Regions from separate parts of the Triticum aestivum genome. Here region 2 is linked to region 1. Evidence: chromatin contacts called from public Hi-C data. All regions are on one chromosome and are shown on one strand. The core of a region is the stretch at or near the end of the contact, and the rest is flanking DNA. Distances in the headings are between cores, read along the strand shown. Region 1 holds the start of LOC123092263 (protein ETHYLENE-INSENSITIVE 3-like 1a). Region 2 has its middle 34 kb from the start of LOC123092263.

The links. A called contact is a pair of places that touch in the nucleus more often than the background predicts.
Region 2: a Hi-C map of leaf shows a contact between it and region 1, with 3 times the contacts expected there. The contact joins the enhancer-like site here to the promoter of LOC123092263 in region 1. A contact is called at or near these places in 2 of 5 Hi-C or Micro-C datasets (both in leaf).

The regions. Positions count from the first base shown.
Region 1 is chr4B:383,564,744-383,569,944 of IWGSC CS RefSeq v2.1, reverse strand. LOC123092263 (protein ETHYLENE-INSENSITIVE 3-like 1a) reads left to right here and starts at 2,432. Exons shown (of 2, transcript XM_044513974.1): 1 at 2,432-2,624; 2 at 4,128-5,201. The coding sequence starts at 4,201.
Region 2 is chr4B:383,598,867-383,604,067 of IWGSC CS RefSeq v2.1, reverse strand. No RefSeq gene overlaps it. Among protein-coding and RNA genes, the nearest start is that of LOC123092263, 34 kb to the right of the region's middle. Within about 2 kb of position 2,182, at least 4 of the 8 cell types and tissues checked have an H3K27ac peak or open chromatin away from gene starts, as enhancers often do. A contact at or near this core is called in leaf, where this site is marked.

The sequences.
Region 1 (5,201 bases), core at 1,183-3,682:
TAGGTTTTGGACTTGCGTTTAAGACATTCAAGAAGGAATGCAGATAAGTACTTGGTAGTACTTAAGAATTGCAAATTAAACATATCTTTTTTACAGGGGAAATCAAACATATCTTGTATACATAAAACTCCTGGCTAGCATCCACATAGACCCCCAAATGAGCAAAACGGTGTAAGGCTAGTTCCAATGCATTTGGTACTTACATGAGTTACTAAGCACATTAAAAACTTTAGCAATTAAAGCCCCCAATGCATAGGTGCTTATCTTGTTGGTGCTAAGCATCCTTTATTTAATGATTTTGCAATTAAAGTTCTCATGCATGGATGAGATCCTTCCAATTTAAGTGTTTTGACTAGGTTCTTATGCTTGACATTGTTTCTTCCTGGGGTCACCACACTCATTTCTCTCCTCTTAATTACCTTGTCACATCAGACTTTTTGCCTACATGGCAGCCTTAGCACCTGTACAAGGTGGAGCATTGGAAGGGGCCTAAAAACACATGCCCTAGGAAAAAGACTCATCGCGTGCTGTGCACAGAAGATCATGGCCTTGGGTCTTGGACACGCCCACAGCCAACAAGTCTCGAGAGAGTGGACGATAGGGCAAAACAGTAAACTTGGCTCTCAACTTGTAGCGCCTTTGTCTGTAGCTCACGCGCCCCCCCCCCCCGGTCCACCGACCCCACGTTACGGAGCGCACCGACTGGGACCCCACGCGTCACAGGGAGAGAGGCCACCCAGCTTTTCTTTAACCTCGCCGAGGCCGGGCGGCGCGCTGTCGCGGCCGTGAAATTTTTACTCTACTTAGCAGCGAGATTCACATCCTTAGTGGCGGTTCGTGCGTGGGACTAGTAGTACCATTTTTTTCCCATAATATAAGGGCAGTGATCTGCGCCGGTGCGCCGGCCCAACAGTTGGGCCGGTCGAGCCCAGGCCGTCCGATGCACTGACTCCCAACCGTCAGATCGAGCCCCTTCCCCGCATCGTCTACCTTCCGTGTTCGGATCGAGCAACGGCAAGCGCCACGGGCCACCCCACACCCAGCCATGGGCATCTACCTCGTCGTCATCCCCGTCGCCGTTCGCCGCTCGCCCTCGCCGTCGCCGTCACCGCTCGCCGTCGCTGCTCGCCGTCGCCGCTCGCCAGTTGGAGCACAGGTGCCCCATGGCCCCGCCCCTCTGATGCAGCAAAAAAATGGACCCCAGCAAATAAAAATCGACCCCTGCCGGTGCCTGGAGTTCGTCGCCGTTGCAGCTCCGCCGGGAAGCCACCGTAGTAGTCAGTTGCATCAATAGTGAGTTGCTGATTCAAGCTTTTTGTCGCGGTCTCTGGTTGAAGCTTTTCAGAAATACGGTTGAAGCTTTTCAGAAATACGGTTGAAGCTTTTCAGAATTATGGTTGAAGCTTTTCAGAAATACGGTTGAATCTTTTTGTCGCGGTCTCTGGTTGAAGCTTTTCAGAAATACGGTTGAAGCTTTTCAGAATTACGGTTGAAGCTTTTCAGAAATACGGTTGAAGCTTTTTGTCGCGGTCTCTCTGGTAGAAGCTTTTCAGAAATACGGTTGAAGCTTTTCAGAATTACGGTTGAAGCTTTTCAGAAATGCGGTTGAAGCTTTTCATGTCGACAATTGCATCTTTTTTCGTTGTGTACTCATGGGGGTGAAGCTTTCTATAGAGTTGGTTGAAGCCTTGTATAAATCGGGTTGAAGCTTTTCAATTCACAGTTGAAGCTTTCCAAGCCGATGGTTGTAGCTTTTTTTTCTTTCGTAGTGTTCGCATGAAACTTATCTATTTCGTCGGTTGAAGCTTTTTCAAATACAGTTTGAAGCTTTCGCATGAACGGCTGTAGCTTTTTCAGTTGCATGGTGGCTTCTAGCTCAGGCTCGCCGGTGCGGGGGGAACTTGTATAGGGGGAGGGGGGGGGCGAGGGGACCTGCACGGGATTGGGCTGGCCGGCGGCGGGATCTGAGGAAGGAAGAAGAGGGCCAGCAGGCGCTAGGCTGAGAGAGAAAAGAGGGGATCGGGAGCAGATCTGGTGGCGCGGATCCGAGCAGATCTGGCCGAGGGCAGCCGGATCCGCTGATTCCCATGGCGGCGGCGCCCTGGGAGGTCTCCGGTCGGCGAAGCTTGGCCATGGCAGCGGAGAGAGAGAGACAAGCGACGGGAAGAAGAGAAACAGGAGGGAGAAGACGCACGTGGGCGGGCCCTCCATCCTACGTGTCGGTAGGTGAGTCGCTCGGTACGTTCGCGCGTGGACGCGACCGGCCGAAGCTTCGGCCGGTGCCCCGTAGTGAAACGTTTCCCATAATATAAGGGGGCGATTATAAGATGGAAGGGTCCCTGTCGCTGTTGCGCCCGAGCGCCACCACACCCACTTGCCTTTCCTATTAGCTGCTTTGTGCTCTTGCGCCGTGGTCTCCCCTCCCCCCCCCCCCCCCCCCCCCCTCCCCTTGGCCTGTTCTTATCTGATCTCCCGTCTCCCCTCCTCTCCCTCGTGCCTTCTTCTCCCCACCTTTCCCCCACCCTCCCTCCGCTGTTTTTCTCTCCTCCCCTCCCTTCCTAGCTCTCCCAGGTCATGGCAAAGGTGAAAAGCGGATAAAACTAGCAAGTGGGAGATCGACGCAGGTGAGCTCATGCTGCCCTGCCATCTCCCTTTTGTGTTCATGTCTTCCTGCTGCATATGCTTCTTCTTCCTCATCTATCCTTTTATGATGTGTTTTGTCCGTGCTCTTGATTGGCTAGGGTGAGGGCCTGAGGTAGGCTAGCTATGCGACCATGCCTTGTTCTTTTGGGTATTTTTCTCTCTGGATAGATAGATAGATAGATATTTTCGGGGGTCCTAGAGTTGCTTCTGCAGCCGTTATCAATTCCAGTTTTTGCTTCTTCGCTCTCTTCTTTTTCATTGCTCCACGGAGATATTTTTGGATGAGTCCAATTCCCAGAGTTCCCTTCTTTCTTTTCTTCTGGAAATCTGGAATACGTAGCACCTGCGTTTTCGGAAGGATTTTATTTTGTTTTGTTTTGTCAGGCAGGAATGGAATGCTATTCCTGTTTTCTCTTATCAGGAGATGGAAAACTTCCCGTCTCTTCTCCGTTTTGATGCCTGCTTGATCCATTTTCTCTATTGTTTTCTTCCCCTTTTGTGGACTATACTACTGCTTTGTTTCCTTTTGGGTGAGCACATGGGTACATGTTCTTGTTTCCAACTGTCCATACCTGTTTGGCTAGGTACAAGTAAATATTTACATCTCCATAAAAGATGGCTTTCTTCCCTTGAAAAGTGTCTCCCCTGCTTTCTCATCATTTTGGCCAACCCCTGTGACTGATTGGATCAAAGCAATCTTTCATGAGGACGCTTAAACATGATTCAATTGTTTTTGTGACCTGCTAGGATTATATGGAAACAGTTCAGTTGTGTTTTGGTAAAACCCTGTGTGGACAATCATGTGTTCAATTTTCTGCCTTATTCTTCCATTGCTGTATTACTCCTATATGGTCATGCATAACACACCCATTTCCGTTAGTTATGCCGTCCGATATGATCATGTCACAGAGGAAAACAAGATAAGCTTCTGTTAGATTAGTTGCCTCTGCTAGTTGCGTGCGCTGCCTTCCTCGAGTTGATGATCTATAATTGTGAAGGAGAGGATCATAGCAGAGGTGTGTGTGGTGTGGGTTGGATAAGATCGAGTGCGTTTTGATTAGCCAAACACATGCAGGCCGGGCCTTCCGGCGCTTGCTTCAATCGGCAAACTTGCTTTTATGCCACATGATTGTCTCGGCTCCGGGTTATGTAGATCTGGGATGTTTTGTGAACTAATACTACTGCTCCAGCTGTTTTCTTTAAGGAGAAGACAGGAACTGGAGCACATACGTGTTAAGTCACCGTCTAATTACCTGATTAAGTTCCCTCAAAGAAAACTACCTGATTAAGATGCTCTAGTAAAGTATTATGGCTATTTTAAGCTTTATTGCTCTTAACTGTAATTGCCTCTTTAACACTAGTAATCTTGTTGCACATGTTGCCTAGTTATTGCGTTTACACTCAGCAAGCAATAAGTTGGTAATCCCCTCCTGGCCTTAAGTCTTGTAGTAATTAACCTGGCCTCTTTGCTTGCTTCTGTGCAGGTGAACACCCCAGCTACAAGTAGTAGAGGAAGTGGAATTTTATCTGTGGAGAAAAAGAGCTGCTTGAGTGACCATGATGGGAGGTGGGCTGCTGATGGATCAGGGCATGGCCTTCTCCGGCGTGCACAACTTCGTGGATCTGCTCCAGCAGAACGGCGCCGACAAGAACCTCGGCTTCGGCTCCCTTATGCCGCAGACTTCCTCCGGCGACCAGTGCGTCATGGGCGAGGGCGACCTCGTGGACCCGCCGACTGACAACTTCCCGGACGCCGGGGAGGACGACAGCGACGACGATGTGGATGACATCGAGGAGCTGGAGCGCCGCATGTGGCGCGACCGCATGAAGCTCAAGCGCCTCAAGGAGCTGCAGCAGAGCCGCGGCAAGGAGCAGGCCGCCGGCGGCGGCGGGGTGGGCGACGGACTGAAGCCGCGGCAGTCGCAGGAGCAGGCGCGCCGCAAGAAGATGTCGCGCGCGCAGGACGGCATCCTCAAGTACATGCTCAAGATGATGGAGGTGTGCCGCGCCCAGGGGTTCGTCTACGGCATCATTCCGGAGAAGGGCAAGCCCGTGAGCGGCGCCTCTGACAACCTCCGTGCCTGGTGGAAGGAGAAGGTCCGCTTCGACCGGAACGGCCCGGCCGCCATCGCCAAGTACCAGGCCGACAACGCCATGCCGGGCTCCGAGAGCGAGCTGGCTTCCGGCACCACCAGCCCGCACTCGCTGCAGGAGCTGCAGGACACCACGCTGGGCTCGCTGCTCTCGGCGCTCATGCAGCACTGCGATCCCCCGCAGCGAAGGTTCCCGCTCGAGAAGGGCATCTCTCCTCCATGGTGGCCGTCCGGCGACGAGGAGTGGTGGCCGGAGCTTGGCATCCCCAAGGACCAGGGCCCGCCCCCGTACAAGAAACCCCATGACCTCAAGAAGGCTTGGAAGGTGAGCGTGCTCACCGCTGTCATCAAGCACATGTCGCCCGACATCGAGAAGATCCGGCGCCTCGTCCGCCAGTCCAAGTGCCTCCAGGACAAGATGACCGCCAAGGAGATCTCCACCTGGCTGGCCGTGGTCAAGCAGGA
Region 2 (5,201 bases), core at 933-3,432, 34 kb before region 1:
GAAGGACTTTTCTCGTGCTTCCAGATTCTTGGACAAAGATTTGTGGAATTGTAATACATTGACTACTTCTGCAACACTACTATTGTACACACTGATAGTGACAATATTTGGATGGTTAATCTTTTTGCATCAATAAAACTTAACAATTGCTTTTACCATTACTTCCCCAACCTTCTCGACTACACATCTTTTATAAAAAAAGAAGTCTTTTTGTGTGTAGTGTCTCTTTATTGACTCAAAATTCCAATGGATGTTTTTATGGCAATGAAGCATATAATAATGCTCGAAATAATTACTTTTAGCATACAGTCCCACAGCAACGCGCGGGGTATCATGTAGTATACACAATGAGGAGGTCCTCTTACAAAGTAGATAAAAAATAAAACAAGATTGCAGAGAAGCCCTACCTATCTCAAAGGGACCTAGACTATTGACAAGAAATGGAACCAGACTTCTAGGGAAATCACCGGACACCGATGCACCGCTCATGCCAAGTTGTCATAGGGGCCTGTACCATCCTGTTCTAGAGTGTGGAGTGTCGATCCTACCTACGGACAGCGCGGACACGAATGGTGCCAACAAGGAAACATGTAAAAGATTAGGAGGCAAGCGAGACCGCCTAATGCCAGAGTTAAAGACGCTTCGAGATATGAACCTAACTAGCTCGTCGATATCGACGAAGCGTGACCGGAATAAACCTGGGCTCCATGGCAACGTCGTCAATAGGGTGATGGCGCAACGTGTCGCCGCCGCCGAGACCGAAGATCGGTCAAGCGTTTTCATCCAAATCCCTGCGGCGGGAGAGGGACCATAGCGACATCCTCAAGATGGACGCGACACCCACGAGCATCGCCGCCGCTGGCGTTGAAGAGCAGAGCTTTCACCTGAAGCCTCCCACCCACGTCACACCGAGGAATCGCAAGCACCGGTCCACCCCGACCAGTGGCGAGTCCAGTAGGGGGGCCTCCACAGACTAGAGCCTACCCTCCAAATATACAGAAAAAATCACTACTACGCGTCCTAGCCCAGCAAGTCAGCAACCCAATCTCTCATTCTCAGCCTGATCAACACCAACAACCCACAGGCAAGTAGCGAACAGCACAACAGCAAATATATAGTAGCAATTTGGCAAATTTTGAGCTTATTTGAAGAAAAAGTACTGAGAGATAATGAGTATATTTTGCTAAATAAATTCAGAATTTGGTTAAAATTTTATATATACTTCTTTAGAAGTATCTAGGGAATACTTCATGTTTCCACTAGTAATCTAGGAAAGCTTTTTACCTTGTTTGGAGCAAAAAAGGACTAGGAGATAACGACTACTTAGGTAGATAGATTTAAACTTCCGTTCAAAATTTTATATTAAAAAACCTAGAAAATTAGTACATATGTTTTTGTTAGTACTTTGGCAAAATATTAGCTTATTTGGACAATAGGATTAGGAGATAATGTTTTTTTACCGAAATGTTTTTTAAATGATGTTAGTTTTCTCGCCGTTAACTTTGAGCCCACCCTTCGTTTTCTTTCTGGATTCGTCACTGACCCCGAGGATAGGCTTATTGCCATGAAGCCAGACCTCCACTTGGAGCCACCACAGCCGAAGTACCAACAACATCATGACCACCCACCGCAACATCCTGGCCGCCCACACGACCAAGGAACATTGCCAAGAAGCTCGTTGAAGAGCCAACCAGACAGACCACCACTCGGGGCCGCCGCTCCAGTGTCCAATGCCCCATCCTCGCCCCCGCATACGAGCACCAATTACCAATCCACACACACATCAGTAACCCGCGGCGGGACGGAAAGGTCCCTCCTTTCTAGTCCCACGACACACTTTGGACAAAGCCGCACCTTGCGACGGCGGCACCATGTGGCCCGATGACGACTCTGCTAGGGTTGCCCTTGGCCTGTTTTTCATACGAACACCCTGTAATTTGTAGAGTTCGCTTCCTTTTTTTCTTTTCCTCCCAAACTTTAGCCGATAACTTTCGCAAAGTAGCCTTTCATAGTCACACTAATGTGGAGGGAAAAAAGGCAAGGAAAGACGCTACGTACTCCTGCGGACACGAAGGCGAAACTAGAGAGTTGGATCCCATCGTGGAACTGGGACATGGTCCACCCCCTGCGGCTGCGCGTGGGCGTGGCCGCGTGGCCGTGGCCGTGGGGCTAGACCCCGACGTGCCCAGCGGAGCTTCATATGGGTGTTTGGGGTGCTATGGTAGGAGATTCAGAACGGAAGCACGGCAAATGAGTGTCATATTTAGCTGGTACACGGTGGACCTGCGTCTCTACGCGGCCACACGCGTCTCCTGTTGGTGCATACGTCATGTTTGCTCAGAGCAGCTGAAAGTTCTCGTAGAAAACAGGAGAAAATACAACACACGTAATGCGCAGAGATATTAAATCATATCGCTGAGATCAGATGACAATACGTTTTTTCTTTTTGTAAAAGTACTAAGTTGACAACGCTAGCTGTATTCCCCACGTGGCGATAATGGTGATTATTTTTAGTGCCGAGTTGGGGCGGGAGTATCGTAATGACCTCACCCGCACTACAACCTTATAGACTGGCTGCCAATTTTTTTTCTAATGTGATTACATGTCAATATCACCCGATAAAAGAAGTATATCGTCTATTTTGCTTAGATAAATGTCAGTCACAAAAAAGTTGGCACGTCACCGATGCATGCTAGACTCATTACGAAAAGGGAGCCAAAAGCGAGCACGGTGAAACTGTGAACTTCAGTGGCTGGGTACGGCTGTTTTCATTGGCTCCACAGCAGCAGGTTCGCAACGGCAATAGATCACCATGTCCTTTTTTTCGGCGCCACACGAACATTTAGCAAAATTCAACCAGGATAAACCGGGATTAGAGAGTACTACGGTTTCAGGAATTTTAAGTTTAAGGTTTAATTCAGAATTACAGTATAAATTCAAGGATTATTTTAGATTTTATTTTCCACAAAAAAGAATCTCGGCTGCCGTGCCCACCCGGGATCATTCGGGATTTCCCATTATAATCATGTTGCTATTGCTCATGCCCCACTTGGAGCACTTGTTGCTCACTACCACCGAAGGGGACAGGTGATTCAGAAGTGGGTGAAAGACATTACCCGATTTATTGAGAGCAAAAAAAGCACCAACTTGAATATGTATCCTTTGCTTTTTATCAAGACGGCCAAGTGGCATGTACAGTTCGGAGCCGAGGCAAGCCACAATTCTGGAGCTCGGGATTACACAACAATTTTACGGATAATGCCGCCACATAATCTATGTAGGAAAGCTGCAAAATCCATGTGTACAAAAGCAAGTTGAGCTGGCTCCAACGTTGTTTCCTTTTGTCGTGTACTTCTAGTGTGTTGATTCGAAAGTTAGCACCACGTTTTGTGGGATCATACAAAATTTTGAAGCGTATGGGAGAAGTTGCCTACAAGTTGAAATTGCCCGAAAGATTGTCAGGAGTTCACGATGTGTTCCACGTTTTCCAGTTTAAGAAGTGTCACGCAGAGATGGCTGATATACCGCTGAGAGATACAGTGCCGCTGGAAGCGATTCAGTTGGATAGTGATTTGACCTATGAGAAGAAACCAGTCAAGATTCTCAAGTATGCCAGCCGAGTCACCCGCAACAAGGTTATTAAGTTTTGCAAAGTTCAGTGGAGCCACCACACCGAGGATGAAGCCACCTGGGAGCGAGAGGAAGATCTGCTGAAGGACCACCCTCACCTATTTTCTAACCAACCCGAATCTCGAGGGCGAGATACCCGAATCTCGAGGGCGAGATTCATCTTAGGGGGGTAGGTTTGTAACATTCCAAATTTTTAATTTGGAATGTTATACACTAGATCATCAATGCATATCATATTTTAATTGCTTTTGGTTCGATCCTGGAAATTCTATGCAACTCAAGGACCCTCGGAGAGAGTTGGGGATTTCATTATTTTCATATTTGGGTTTCTCAAATTTTGAAAATAGGATCATTTGATTTTATTTATTTTATCTTTAATTATTTCTATTAAAAAATATGAGAGAGGGAATAAAATGACTTTCCCAAAAATAAAGAAATATTAAGGATTTAATAGAAAAATCAAATAAGATTTATTTTGGAGTTTTGCTATTTTATTTGAATTTAGGAAAAATTACACGTTTTTCAAAACTGCATTTTAGGGCCAAGAAAATGTTCGTCTCGTTCTAAATATTTTATTTAGACGGTGAAAGTTTGTTTTGGCATTTTTAGATTTTTATTTATTTATCTAGAATTTATTTTCTGTTCGGCGGATTTATTTAAAAAAAATCCCGTGCCCGACTGGGCCGAAGGCCCAGCCGAGCTAGGCCGGCCCGCCCCCGCGCCGCCGCCTCCGCGCCGCGCGCCGCCTGATGAAGTCATGTACCTAGGGTAGGGTCATGGTCCTACCCTAGGTACCCTACCCAAGGACATCCTTAGAAGAAGCTACCTTCCAGTCGACCAAGAGGGACTTCACTCGACGATGGAGATAGCCACTCGACCATGAAGCTAACCACTCGACGGCTAGGAGACCTAAAGTCTTCATGGTGTTTTATGAGGGCGTTACCAGTAACCCCCTGTCTAAATGTACTTTAAACCCTGCATAACTGAGGGCCGGAGGGGTCTGGCGAACTCTATATAAGCCACCCCCCTCCTCAGTGTAAAGGGTTCGCACCCCTGTAACTCATATACACAGAAACCAGTCGACCGCCTCTGGGCTCCGAGACGTAAGGCTATTACTTCCTCCGAGAAGGGCCTGAACTCGTTAAATACTCGTGTGTACAACTACTCCATAGCTAGGACCTTGTCTCTCCATACCTACCCCCATTCTACTGTCAGACTTAGAACCACAAAAGTTGGCGCCCACCGTGGGGCAGGTGTCTTAGCGACTTTTTGGAGAAGTTGCAATTTGTTCGATTGCCTTCATCATGGTTTCTGGCGGAGCTCTGATCGAGGGCCGCGAGATCCGTCTCGGTGCGCTCGCTTTCGCCGCCGACGACTCCGCTTGGCTCCAGGAGGCACCACTCGACATCGATGCGCTCCCCGTCCGCGGGGCGACGCACTTTCGGGCGTGTGTCCGCGGCGTCCTGCTGCGGCAGCCGTCGACCCCATACCGGTTGACTCCTGTGCCGTCCTCCCTCCCTGTCTCCCGCCAGCACAAGCGCTCCGGTCGGTCGAGACTTCAGCGGTGGGTG